2 separate regions of the Zea mays genome follow, and region 2 is linked to region 1. Evidence: chromatin contacts called from public HiChIP or PLAC-seq data. All regions are on one chromosome and are shown on one strand. Each heading gives the region's core, a stretch centred on a gene start, on an enhancer-like site or on the middle of the called end of the contact. The rest is flanking DNA. Distances are from core to core; before and after follow the strand shown.

The links. HiChIP or PLAC-seq counts read pairs in DNA pulled down with a chosen protein or histone mark.
Region 2: an H3K4me3 HiChIP or PLAC-seq map of leaf shows a contact between it and region 1, with 4 times the contacts expected there. The contact joins the promoter of LOC103649688 here to the promoter of LOC103649687 in region 1. A contact is called at or near these places in 3 of 25 Hi-C or Micro-C datasets (ear, leaf and tassel) and 1 of 3 datasets of contacts at active chromatin or transcription factors (leaf).

Annotation. Positions count from the first base shown.
Region 1 is chr3:11,626,793-11,633,759 of Zm-B73-REFERENCE-NAM-5.0, forward strand. It overlaps LOC103649687, which reads right to left and starts at 2,768. Exons shown (of 3, transcript XM_008675419.3): 1 at 2,197-2,768; 2 at 1,969-2,077. The coding sequence starts at 2,393.
Region 2 is chr3:11,868,559-11,875,525 of Zm-B73-REFERENCE-NAM-5.0, forward strand. LOC103649688 (Alba DNA/RNA-binding protein) reads left to right here and starts at 2,930. Exons shown (of 5, transcript NM_001301562.1): 1 at 2,930-3,231; 2 at 3,335-3,383; 3 at 5,453-5,515; 4 at 5,614-5,678; 5 at 5,811-6,127. The coding sequence starts at 3,067. The coding sequence ends at 5,909.

The DNA of each region.
Region 1 (6,967 bases), core at 1,518-4,017:
ATGCTTCGTGGATCAGTCACCAACTCACCACCAGTCACCATGCATCTTGGCATGCATGAACACTTGATAACTTGGTAGCTAAATAAGATGTGTTAGCTAGATCAGTCTTAGTAACTGAATTGTTTCATATCCTAGTTTCTAATACGTCTATATTTCAGAAACGACAATGCAGAAAAGTGTTAATGCGACGTCCGCCAGTTTGAGGAATGGGTTAATAATTAGAGAAAATCCCTTCAATGCCATTCAATCTTATACCAATCCCTTCAATGCTATCATAATTTATAGCTTCCCTTTAATACCATCAAATTTAAATTTTAATCCTTTAAATGTAATCACCATTAGTTCAAAGCTAACGCCGTTAGTTTCATTTAAAATAAATCCCTCCGATGCCATCAAAATATATACCAATCCTTTCAATGGCACTAGAAATTGGTTTGATTTTCAAAGTTCAGCCCATACTTTTTGAAACCCCGAAATTACTCCACATATCTCGCTCTAACAACATATACGTGTGATATACAAAATTTTGTTTCTCGATAGATAATGCATATGCAAATTTATGCATTGTAGGAGAACAACTCCAAGAGACTCTTTATATTCTTCCTAATTGATATGAGTAGAGATTTTAAATAATTTTTAAAAATTTTAGTCCATATTAGAACTCATAAAACTGTGGTTATTCATTTACACTGATTCGATCTAATCAATTTCATATTTTTTTAATTTATTAGGAAGCAAATAGATCGAACTAATATATCAGAGTAATTTTTGAGTTTCAAAAAGTATGGACTGAACTTTGATCTATATTTTTTATTCTGTAATTTTTAAAACCCAAATAGATCGAATCAATTTCTAGTGACATTGAAGGGATCAATATTGATATTGGTGGCATTGGAGGAATTTTCTTCAAATGGAACTAATGGTGTTAGCTTCGAACTAAAGACGATAGCATTCAAAGGATTAAAATTTAAATTTAATGACATTGAAGCAAAGCTATAAATTTTTATGATATTGAAGAGATTAGTATAAGTTTGGATGGGATTAAAGGAATTTTCTCTAGTAATTTTATATAACTATATTCTATTGCAGATGAGGAGCAGCCGTGGATCTCGCTGAGCACAGAAAAATGGAGGCACGAACATGCAGATTAAAAGCTAATTAACTAATTCGATCGGCCGATTCCCCCAATCGCCAGTGTCAACGACTTAGGAGTATACCTATTTTTTTCCCCAAATTCCTCTTACTATACTTCAGATCAGAGGTTCGATCGCAAGGAATAATTCTCGGTAGGTCACTGTAATTTTGTCCGGTACATTATTCGTTATTACCAATGTTCTAATCTTTTAAATATTTCTCTATTATATAAAACATCAGTTTTATGGTTAAATCGGTCGATGTGTATTTATCACCCTTCTCACTTTATACAAAATAAGATAAAATTATGCACAAAATAAGGGCTTCAGATCTTGGTTGATAGCTGCGTGGCTCCATATTCACATCCACCTAAGCAACACAATATACATATTTTTGTATTTTATTAAAAAAAGTCTACTCATATGATATATATTAAGTTACATACACTAATCAGTTAAAGCTAAAAGTTTAAACTAATTGGAGGAGTTGGATAATTCATTTATATTATATTCTAACACTTTCCTCTCACGTCGAGTCTTTTTTAGGTCTCTGACGTGGAATATAGCAGCGAGCAACAATTATTTTATTTAATTGTGGTAACTAGAATTTAAACTCGAGATTTATAGTTCTGATATCATATTAAGTTACACGCACTAATCAATTTAATTCAAAAACTTAAGTTGATAGAAGGAGTTGAATTTGCTTATATAGGGTAACTGATTAGTATTTATATAGATACACGACTAGTCGGTGTGGATGGGTAGGCACTATTGCAGGACAGCAAACGATCTGGATCTAGCTTGAAGACGTGGTGTGGCAAGCACTCCTGCATACCTGAAAGGAGACGTGGTTGTCCTTGGGGTTGATCTCCGTCTTCTTGGGGGGCATGCTCGCCGGATCCTCGGCTTGCAGGAGATGAATGCCTATGCCGTAGTTGAACAGCCTGCGCAGTAGAATGAGTTGTTGAACATGCAGGTCATGCAGTATGATTACATGATTGTTAGCTAGCTTGACAATAAAGGCATCGTCAGTGATATAGCTGTGTGCAGTCGAATGCCGTACCATGCGCCGTCGAAGTCGAAGGAGCCCGGGCGGCGGATGGGGGCGAAGCCGAGGACGTCGCGGTAGAAGCGGAGGGAGCTCTCGAGGCACCGGCACACCACGGAGATGTGGTTCAGCGCCGCCAGCGGCAACGACCCGGCGGCGGCGGCGGCGGCGGCGGCGTGCTGCACCGGCTCGACGCCCTTGCTGCTCACCATATCTTGTTCCGACGAACGAACGTTCTAGTCGTCTTCGATGGGCGTGCTGTTGGCCTGGCCTGTAGCTGCTTAGTCGTTTGCTTATTGTTCCGCCGGCGGTTTAATTCTACTATTCACCGCGCCGCCGCACAATGCAGATCGAGCCGGGACGACGACGCGTCAGAAGCTGTCTTTGCTTGCTGAATATATGAAGGGAGATGGACGACGTGCGGAGGTGGCTGGCGAGCTAGGCCGGAGACGCGACGGGACGGTGGTGCGTGTGGCTGCTAGCTGGAGGTGAACGAAGGAAAGGGACGATGACGCTGGAGACGGAGAGGATGCAGCACTAGAGCTAGCTATGCATATGCTGTTGTGCGTTGTGGAGGTTGCCGCGGCGCGCGGCCGGGGGCTCTTATAAAGAGCGTACGCCGTGTGGGGGGCGCCGACAGCGATACCCAGCCTTGAGCTCGATGTGGAGCAGTGGCGAAGTGCCGGTTGCCGCACCATGCGGCCAGCTCGAATGCGGACCATGTGGAGCAGCTCGAATGCTCACCGTGTGATACACACACATCACGGGCAGGCAGCCACGCCCACTGCCCCGCTAATCGATGGCATCTACTTCACGCGGTCGAGGAGCCAGCCAGTCCATGTCACGCACATGCACATATATTTTGTGCACGTTTTTCAGCCTGCCTACTCTAGTTAAAAGTTAAAACCCATTGTTAACATGGGAAGAGGTCCGAATCACACACAGCACACATTCATAGTCACCACAATCTTAGACACATCGAGAAACGTAGCAAACCGATAAAACCAATCCAAACAAGTCTTAGAAAGATCCACCGAAGGAGCGCATATAGAGGTTGTCTCAAAATCAACAAATCCATCCAGAACGTCACCAAATATCCTTGGAATAAGTGATGAACAACAAGATAGAAAGAAAAAAAGAAAGATAAAAATGATAGTAAATGTATTCGTGATCGTTTGAATATTAAATACCTTAATTTTCTGTGATGCTCTCTAGGTGATAGCACCTTGAAATGGCTTAACAAAAATCGTGTTTGTTAAGTTATTTCAAGTGGGTAATCATTCCACTAGGGTGACGAATAGTGTTACCCTATAAATCATGAATGGTTTAATGATTACCGTTCTCTCCAGAGTGTAATCAGATCTTGATTTGTCTTCGTCTCCCCTCGAACCTGCGCCCGACGGCTCATCCTTCGCCTGTGGCCTCGACCCTACGGCTCCAACTTCGTTGGTGGAGTACCGGGAGCAACTCCACCAATGTGTCGGCGGTTAGCTCGCTCGTTGCTCTATGCCTCCATTCCATGCTGGCGATGTCCTATAGGTTACAATTATCTACTTGCTCGCTCATCCCAATCTCTCTCACACAACCCTTTCTCCTACCCCAAATCCGATTGCAATCACAACCTTTGAATGCCTCTCCGCCCATGCATGGGAAGCCATCGATGTGATCTAGAATCTCTAGCACACCAGAGAATTGACAATGTATTCTCTCTAAAGATTGCTTCTAGCTTTGCCCATTAATGTTACCAAAAGTGAAACATACAAAGTCTGTATTCCGATCCTTTATTAACGTTACCATCCTATTCTAGTTATGTTCGTGCCCGTGTTACCATTCCTGATCCAAACATTATCTTACAGTTCGAAAAAATAGACGAATAAGTAGATAATATGACAAGCAAAGGCAAAGTGAATAATTGTGTCTGATTATATACTTATTTTGTACCAAATCATGTTTTTATCACGTTTGTTGTACAAATGCGCATTGAATTGACATATATTCTAGATTTTGTGTTTTATCTGTTGCTTATTTGTACTATCATTATGTGACCCATTATGGATTACTTAGGATGGCTTCAACGGGCTAGCCAAAGCGGCAACCAAAGCCAATATGGTTGGCATAGTTGAAAGCTCCCTTGTGGGTTTTGGTGTTTTGGATGACACCACAATTAAAGGTATAACCAGGGTGTTATGTATTGAGTAGGTGCTAAGTGAAAAGACTAAGAAGTTCAACACATGGACACAGATGTGATGATCCACACAAGTTGAGATGACTATGGTCTATGGACATCACAAGTAAAGTTGAAGGATGGTCAATGACTATGTGGAACTCAATGTGCATAACTTGGAGACGACCGATCGAACTGGGGACGAAGGCAAGAACTTCGAGGAACTGAGTGCGCAGGAGAAGGTCAAGAAGACCGAGGTACCTAAAGACAAGGGTGAAGAAGATGGCTTGCAAGAAGTCAAGGTTGGTAAAGCTGAGAAGAGCTGTCGGAGAAAAGATCCCTAGGCCCCTGGGGCCCACTAGTCAGCAAAAGGACAAGGGAAAGGTCTACCCCGGTAGCACCCACCCCCAGATAGTCCCGAGGCCCCGAGCCTAGGATCGAGCGAGGCAGAGCCAAAGGGGGCGAGAGAATTGAGGGGAAGCCACTAGTGTGGATTCCGCGCCTTATCTAAGACTAAACCGTCGTAAGTGACCGACCACATTAGCTACTCCTTGCACTGAGCCACCATGGGAGAGTCGATCCTCTTCCCACTCATGAACTATGGGTCCTTAGACCTACGGCCACTCATGACCTATCAAACCTAGGCCTGGGTGCACTGGCTGTCTATAGGATCCGCAAGATGATGAGCATGCTGAGAGCATGAGACCTAGGCTATGGAGGCCAAGGGTCGGCGTGGTGCAGAGGCGATAATAATGGTGCCAGAGCTCTTCGCCACCCACACCACTAGTCTTAAACAGTGCGACCAGAGAAGCCTAGACAGCCGAGGCACATGCCGACAAGCCTGACTTTACCGAGGTAGAATGCTCCGTTTTACCACGATGTAGTAGCTCCTTCTTTAAGAAGCTACCAGTAGATGACCCCCACCTTGGCCTATAGAAGGGGGAGGGTCAGCCGAGAGAGACAACCAACACTCACACGAGAGGCGGAGATACGCACGCAACACACATAGACGGACAAACGACCACACGTCAGAGAACTACAGAGGCCAAAACCAAGGAGCACGCCGCCTCGACGCCCAAGGCTTAGTTTGGTTGAGAGCACAAGATTTGTAGTCCTTAGGCCATACCATGAACAAGAGACTTGGGAGCCTCCTCCCTCTCTCGCTCACTTGTAACACCTACTACGAGCATTGAGCAACAAAGGTGTCGATAGCGTGAGCCGCCAAAGACTGGATGTAGGGACGTTCTGCCTAAACCAATAAAAATCTCGTGCCCACTGAGCACACCATCCGAACCCCGAAACACGCATAGAACAAATATTTTTTGGAGCTCGTTCAAAACACCGACAAGTGTCCTATGCATCGAGGATCACAACATAAGGACATGACTTGGAACCATCAAGGTATTTCTTAGGATTTATGGTTCAAGTCATAAGGCTCAAGATTCTAGCTCAATAAGTAGGACATGGTCACAATAAGGTGGAGAAGTATCAATGTCAGAACCTAGAAGTGAACCAAAAGATCTAAGTACACTTTTCCTTTTAGTTTGGGTCATCTTGTGTTTGGAAATGTTCTATGTGACCATTGTAGGGTGTTGGAGCTCATGTATTGCTTTAGTGATCAAGTCAAGTTGACTTGAGGCTTTGAAGTCCAATCCTGACCTCAAACATGCCAAAAGGAGCAAAACATGAAAAATGTTAAGTATGCATGGGTTGAGTGATTGAATATGTTGCATACACCTTTTACTATGCATTTGGCACTTTTGTTTGATCTCTAACTTGGTTTGTGGAGAAAGTGACATTCGGGGCTCCGTTTAAGGAGAAACATAGAAGTTAAGAAGAGGATGTGAAAGAGGTAAGTTTCTAAGACTTAGCCAATTAGATTATACTCTAATCATGTGTCTAAGTCATAGAAAAGTCCTCCAAAAAGTTCAAGTGCAATAGAGAAAGATTGGAGAAGAATGGACTCACTACAACATGTCTAGGCGCACCAGACCGTCTACTGTGAGGGTCCGGTGGCGCACCGGACCAGCTGAGCAATGGGCTAGCAGTAGGCCTTTAGCGGACTAGTGCACCAAACCTAGTCCATGTGCACCAGACCGCCTCTAAGAAGGAACTTTGAGGCTTCACGGTTTTATTTTTAAAATCACTAGACCATGAACAATGATGGTCCAGTGCACTAGACCGCCTCAGCTCAATGGCTACTTTGTGGGCGCACGGGCTATCGCAATGGCTGCTGACATGGCCTCGATCTAGTGGTGCAACAGACCGGTCTGGTGGTCATCTAGAGATAGAAACAACCAATCAGATCATGCGGAAGCAGGCGACCGTTGGAGGTCTGGTGTGCATCGAACCGATTCGGTGCCCCTAGCGCAGATCACTTTCCCTGATTTGTTTTCAACGACCATTTGGGCTCTGGAGGCTTGAGAGCACCTAGAGGGAGGGGGGTGAATAGGTGATCCTATAAAAACTTGAAACTTAATGCCACAAAACTTGATTAGGAGTTAGCACAATAAAGCCAAGTGGCAAGAGAGGATTGCAAGACACGATAACCACAAGAAGATCAACACAGATAGACACAGTGGTTTATCCCGTGGTTCGGCCAAGTCCAACACTTGTCTACTC
Region 2 (6,967 bases), core at 1,680-4,179, 240 kb after region 1:
TGGTCACATGCCTCGTCATGGGTAAGCCTTGCCTCGGGCAGACTAAGGCCGGAATAAGATAACACGAAATGGGCGTGGAGCGGTGGCGAGAGTAGCGTGTACCCTCCGTGGCAAGAGGCTGGACGGTGGTGTATCTGTGCTCTCGGTTTGCGTGAACCTGATCCGGTCTTAAGAACCCCGGTGGCGGGTTGACATATGCAAGGGTTAAGTGCTACATATGTCGTGTGATTGGAGATCCTCAGCTGAGTATAATCGATTCGGATCGCCGTACCTTCGCGGTTATGAAGACTTGGTCACTGCCCTGCAACCTAAAGTCAGGATGTGAACACTATGGATAAAAATGATGTTGTATTGATGAGATGTTGAAATTAGACTAGATGCAAATAGAGTCTATTAATACTTAATATGGCGTTAAAAGATTGAAAGTAAGGACTCACTTTAGTAAGCTATTTCTGCAAAAGTATCTAAGTTGATTCTTGCTAAAGCCTCTCCTTGATTCCTATTTATCCAGCATACCCTTGAGAGTCTTTTCCTTAGTCGGGTAAGACTTGCTGAGTAATTCCATACTCAGGGTTTTATTCCCTGTTGTTTTTCAGGTTATAGTTTTGTGCTGCTGTGATGGTGTTAAGTGCCGGTGGGCTCGGCCTTCTTATATAAGTATACCCCGTCTTTACCTTCTTATTGAGGATGGTCACTTGAACTAGCATATATTTCAAACTTATAAATAATTTATAACAGTTTAAAGTTATTTCTTTGAATCACCTTTGTAATCACTCCGATCATACAAAGTAAAATTTTTGTAACTTGTAAAATTTGGTAATAAGATTTCCGCTGCAAAGATGTTGATGTGTGTGATTTGTGTTTACTTAATCCCGCGGTTCTGGTTGTAAGTGGTTTATCCGATGTCCTTGGGGCAATCGGACAGATCCTGTTAAGTTATTTAGTGCACATGCATAGCTGTCTGAGGTCTTTGAGACAAGGACAGGTGCATGTTGGCCCAATAACTTGGGAGGTTCTGCCACATTTATGGTCTGTTCTGAAGGTGTTTATCAGCCATGTTTAGGAGTGTTGGGGGTACCCCTAATTACGGTACCCGATAGTTTTGTACCCTAATTTTGAACCCTATAGTAGAATCCCAATTCTAAGAATCTAAATGACTAAACTGAATTGTTTAAATGTAAATGCACAAAGGACATGGTTATGAGGCTCCTCGATGTTTTGCCGAACTCTCGGAGAGTCAAGAGTCTCCACTAATCCTCATTGGAGCACTGATGCAAGGGTGTCGCTCTCTCTTGATCTGTGCAAGGACCAAGTGCTCTCTGTGAGCGGGTTCTTCGTTGCTCGGGCATGGTGAACCGCAGACAACCATGTATGTGGACGATTCAGGTCACTCACAAGCTCTCTAGAGAACACCACACTTTAGATCGCCATCTAACTATCTAGGTAATGCCGATCACTAAAAATAACAAGCACTAGACTCTCACTTGATCAACCATATCAAGTCATGAGGGTGGTGGTCGCACACAATGACACAAATCACTCTCTATATACTAATGAGGTTACTGATCATGAGATTTTAAACTCTTAAGTGGCTACTTTAATAGATAAGAGAGGCAAGACTCCTTAAATGACTAAGTTGAGCATATAAATAGCTCCAAGTGAAGAAATTAGTTGTAACACCTCACTCAACATATTTAGTTGTACCTTCGATTTGACTCAAAATGATGATAGAGTATTATTTCTGTGAATTGGGACGAGAGATGGTTTCCTTTTTCTCGCTCGACTCCACCAATCTGCAAGGTATTCATGTTCAAGCCTAGAGGCAACAAATAGTGTGTTGCATGTGCCAACGATTTAAGGAAGGAAGTGCGTGCGCATTGCCACTTCGAAGCGAGAACCTTTACCGGCTTAGGGCCTGCTCGTTTTAATCTTAGTCTATATGGATCGGAGGGGATTGAGTAGGTTTAAATTTATAGTAAGTCAAAATCTTTCCTAACCCCTCCCAATAGTCAGGCCCCATTTGGTAGGGCTCTTCCTTGCCAGTTTTAACCTTTGCTCTGGCTCCTCTAAGAAAACAGCTCCCTCCTTATTTTTAGGAAGAGCTATAGAAAGAGCACCATGTTTGGTTGGAAATATAGCTCCTACTGTAGTTTCTCCTACGATGTAGCACCGACGAAGAGAAAAATATGGGAGAGGAGCCGGTAGAAGCTCCTTTTTTTTGGCTCCCGGTTCCTGCTGGTTTTTTAGAGGAGCTTATCCCTCTTTTCAAGGAAGAGCTCATCAAAGAGCCTCCGTTTTGGTAGATTTTTTTAAGAAGCCGTTGAAGGAGCCTTTGAAGAAGCCCTACCAAAGGAGGCATCAATACTGTCCGATCCACATGGGATGAAATAAACTGGTGCATTGACGACATCGTTGTGGTAAAGGTCGTAGTGCCAGAGTAATCATTACCACAAGGCGTAGAGGGGGATGTCATAAGCCCTATATAGTTAAATCGATTTTTGACATAATCAAAAAGATATATTCAGTAGAATCGTAACCATAGAATACAACTTTAATCGAAATGCATGCATTTGTCTCATACACTATGGAGATGATAAGAAGATATATATGTTACATCTCCGATGGGCTATAATTGGAGATGCTTTTTATTTCTGGTACAAAAGTTTCTATATTAATGGGAAAACTGTTGAGCAACGGGACGACAACAAGTGATTGAGTTCAGCAGTTGTTTGTAGAAAATGATTGACTCTTATGTGTCCAGCTACCAGCTTCCGGCACATGAGCCGCTGTCCTCTGAGTGGGCCGCTTCCATTTGGGCTGCTTGAATCGTCGGCTAAGGAGGTTGGGCCGTGACATCCCATCGCTGAGTCCGTCAAGCCCACGCATCATCACTCACGCGCGGGGCCGTCCGACCGGGCCTCTCCTCCCTCGTTTTACCCGCACTCGCCGCAACGCCGAGAAGACGCGAGAGGAAGGGAGGAGGTGAGCCACCGGAAGCGGAGACGTGAGCACTCGACCAACCCCGTCGATCCGGCTGCGGCGCGGCGTGCTAGATCGCTACCGACCATGGTGGTGGAGGAGATCGCCGAGGGGGTGAAGAACCTAACCGTCACCGGAGATGCGGCGGCTTCAGGCGGAGAGGGGCAGAGGAGGGGCGGCGGCGGCAGCAGCAACCGCATCCAGGTGTCCAACACCAAAAAACCCCTCTTCTTCTACGTCAACCTCGCCAAGGTACGGCTGACCTTCTCTCCCTACGCGCCGCATCTTTCCGTGATACTCCTGCCCACCCGCCGCTTCCAGATTCTGGCTGATTTGGTTACTTCGGTCCGTGCAGAGGTATATGCAACAGCACGGCGATGTAGAGCTATCCGCTCTTGGGATGGGTGCGTCCCTCCTTCGCCCTTCTTTCTAACCCTTTTTTTGCACATATTTATTACTGGTGAAGTTAATTTAGGCATTGTCGCTTGACATTGATGCCTCTATCCGCGAATTTGGTTTATGTTATTAAGTACGCCGATAAATATGATGTAAAGACGCAGAATGCGTCGGCGCGGCGCGTGTTCTTTTCTGTACGTTTCTCAATGCTGGATCTGTGTTAGTTATTATTGCTAAAACCCTAGCTTTTATGGCAGTTAGAGTCCCTTTGCTAGGGCTTACAGAAGGCTCTGGCTTTGGCTTCTGAAGAAACCCTACCAAACGGGGTAAAAAGAAAACCGGTTTCTCCCCTGAAACCACCAAGGAACCGGAGCCCAAAATATTAACTTGCACCAGCTCCTCTCAAAAATACTCTACGAAACCCTTTTGTCAAATATCTTTCTACAAAGTGTTCTGGCTCTACCAGAGAAGCTACTCCAGGAGAGGAGCTAAATCTGAAGCCATTTTAGGACCTGGAGCCCTGCTAAACTTGCTCCTAGTGTTCCTAGGCGGCATTTGCCTTGTGAGTTGTGACACGCAGAGCACAGCTTAGAATTTGGTCATGCAACTTGCCAGATTTATTGTCCGAGGAAAAACTTACCAAGTTTGAGTCAAGTGCTATGCAATGCATTGTTATTATTACATGGCTATCATGCTCTGGATGACCACAGACAAGCAGCTACTTCCACTTGGGGTTCGCCTGAGAACCATGGTTTTCAAGGTGTCGCCTAGGCGCCTAGACACTCAAAAATCATGGCATGGGCGTCCCTGTTCCCTAAATGAAAATGAAAAAAAAAACAGAAAGAGACCGGGAGGGGGGTGGAAGGGAAACCAATGTTACCAACCAACAAGCCCCAGCAGCTGCCAATCCCTGATAGCTCTGGCTTGTAGAACTCGCGCTTGTCAATTGAGGCACGATAGATCTCGACCTGGACAGAAGCTCAGTTGATCTGAGAGCACACGACTCAATGAGGGCCCGAGAAGAAGCAGGGAGGAGGAGCAGAGGAGTTGCTGGCAGCATCATGCAAGGAGATTAAGGAAGGAGTTCTGGAAACGTATAGGCTATAGGCAAGTTGGGGGATGGACGGATGGTTATATAGGGTGGCTAGTGGGCTGGGGCAGCCCCTTAAGTCTCCTGCCCTCTTTCTCCTTTTTCTTTGTTTTTCCTTCCTTCATGCTGCTGGCTTCCTGTTTCTCAGAATGGTATACATCACCTTGCGATCGTGTAGGTGTCACCTTAGGCGATTAGAAGGTGGTCCATCACCATGTCTTGCCTTATTGCCTTAAGAACCATGTTGAACACTGTTTGGGGTTCCGGAATTTAGTTATATGAATTTTTGACTTGCAATCTCCTGTATTCAAAGTATTCATTAGAGATGCAGGAAAGGAAAGATAATCATCCGTTGCTGATCTTCATGTTGTTACAGAAAGATTATCATCTGTCGTATGAATTTTTGACTTGCAATCTCATGCCTTATTACGGAAAGTTCTCTTGCATTTTAAGTAGATTGCTGACTCTTCATGTTGTTATAGCATCTCCAAGAGCGATCATAAATTTGGTCCCCTATTTCTTCATGTAGGCTAAACATTTATCTCTTCTAAATCTGTCACTTCGACAGCAGTTCCCATTTATCTTAATGCCCTAAACTTTAAACATGACACGTAAGCAATATGGACGAAAAAACATGGAAGGCTGAGATACCCCATTTTTCGGGGGTGGAAGAGAGGTTTTTTATAATGCAACTAAACAAAGGAGTTCATTTAGGGTGTCTGTTGAACGGTTAGCCTTAAATTTAAGTATAGTAGTTTGGATAGGTGTACAGGGTAATCTTGGAGATGCTCTTAGTCAGGGTATTCTGATATTTTTTTTTATTGGATACATAACTTAAGCTCAATTAACATCTTTATATGTGATTTATTTGATGCATCAATACTACTTTTTCGTTAAAACATACAATGATACAAAAGCTTTCCATTTCAAATTTCTGCATCAGTGTATTGTTTGAGGCACACTAACCAAGCTTTATTTTGTTTCCAGCCATAGCAACAGTTGTGACCGTGGCAGAAATTCTGAAGAACAATGGATTTGCTGTTGAAAAGAGTGAGACTTCAGGGCTTTGTTGTCTTGTAGATTATGCCTAATCTATATTATTATATTTGCCGCTCTGAATCATCCCTTTGTGTCTTAAACCTACATAGAAATTAGGACCTCTACTGTTGAAATAAACGACGAATCAAGAGGGCGTCCATTCCAAAAGGCCAAGGTCAGAAATACTATACCTTTAATTGAGTGTACTTAAGCTATTCATTGTGTTTGTCAGTTTGGTCATTCTATCTTTAACTGTATGCAATTCGTCTTTTACTGAGAATTAAACTGACATGAACCTCTCCCTCAGATTGAGATAATCTTGGGAAAGAGCGACAAATTTGATGAGCTGATGGCCGCTGCTGCAGAAGAGAGGGGCGAAGTGGAAGATGGTGAAGAGCAGGCTTGAAAACAGTACCGATGACAAGCTGCTGCTGCTGTGCTCTGTTAGTGTTGTTTAATTTAGTTTAATACCGTGTGCATGAGATATGGCACGCGTTCTTGCTCAACTACATCACCATGGCAATGTCTGCAAATCCATGGATTGATGGATGGATGTTGGTTGTTTCTTAACATTCTGGACATGTTGTTCATTTGTTTCTTTGGCTATGTATGTTTTAGCAGTCCAGCGTTCCCCTTACAAAATATGGCGTGCTTTGTTGACTACACAGACCGCTGTTCCTTTCCTGAATTATTGTCTGCAAAGATTAGAGATAATCAATGGGTAACTAATACCCAATGGATAAAAACTCTATTAGGGCTAGTTTGGAACCTTATTTTTCTAAGGGCTAGTTTGGCAGCAACGTGGGAAAATCCTAGGGAAGATATCCACCAACGGGATTTTAGATGCCACTAAATTTTCTGGGTGGATTTTTCCTTTTGGATGTATTTTCTCGGCCACTGTTTGGGAACCAAGGGATAAAATATCCATCTTGAGCAAAAACACTATACTATTATATTGAATGAGAACTTTATCCATCATCAGAAAATGGTTCATCCATATATATGTGATGCTATAAACAATACTTTAAAAAATCAGGAGAAAATCAAACAAAGTAAACTGAAGCATAGTAAATTGGTTCATCCATCATCACATCACACTTTATCTGTCATCATAATAGTTTGTCAAGCAAATCGAAGTAGTAAAAGACAGTATAAGCATCATCGTCAGCAAACTGAAGCATCAACACAAACTAAAGCCACTATCAACAAAATGTTTGTAGCAAAACACTGCTTTTCATGAGTCATGTGCCAGATAGCAAACTAAAGCCACTGTCAACAAAAGATGCCCTCAAATTTGTTCCTTCAGGTAGATATGGTAGAGGCAGCGACAGGAGATGGAAAGAGTACTGCAAGGAAGCATAGTGTTAAAACAAACATGCAACAAATCAATTAGAAGTTAGTATGCAAAAAATCTTGTTAACCGACAATTAGGTATGCCATAATTTGAAATAAAGATGCTTGAAA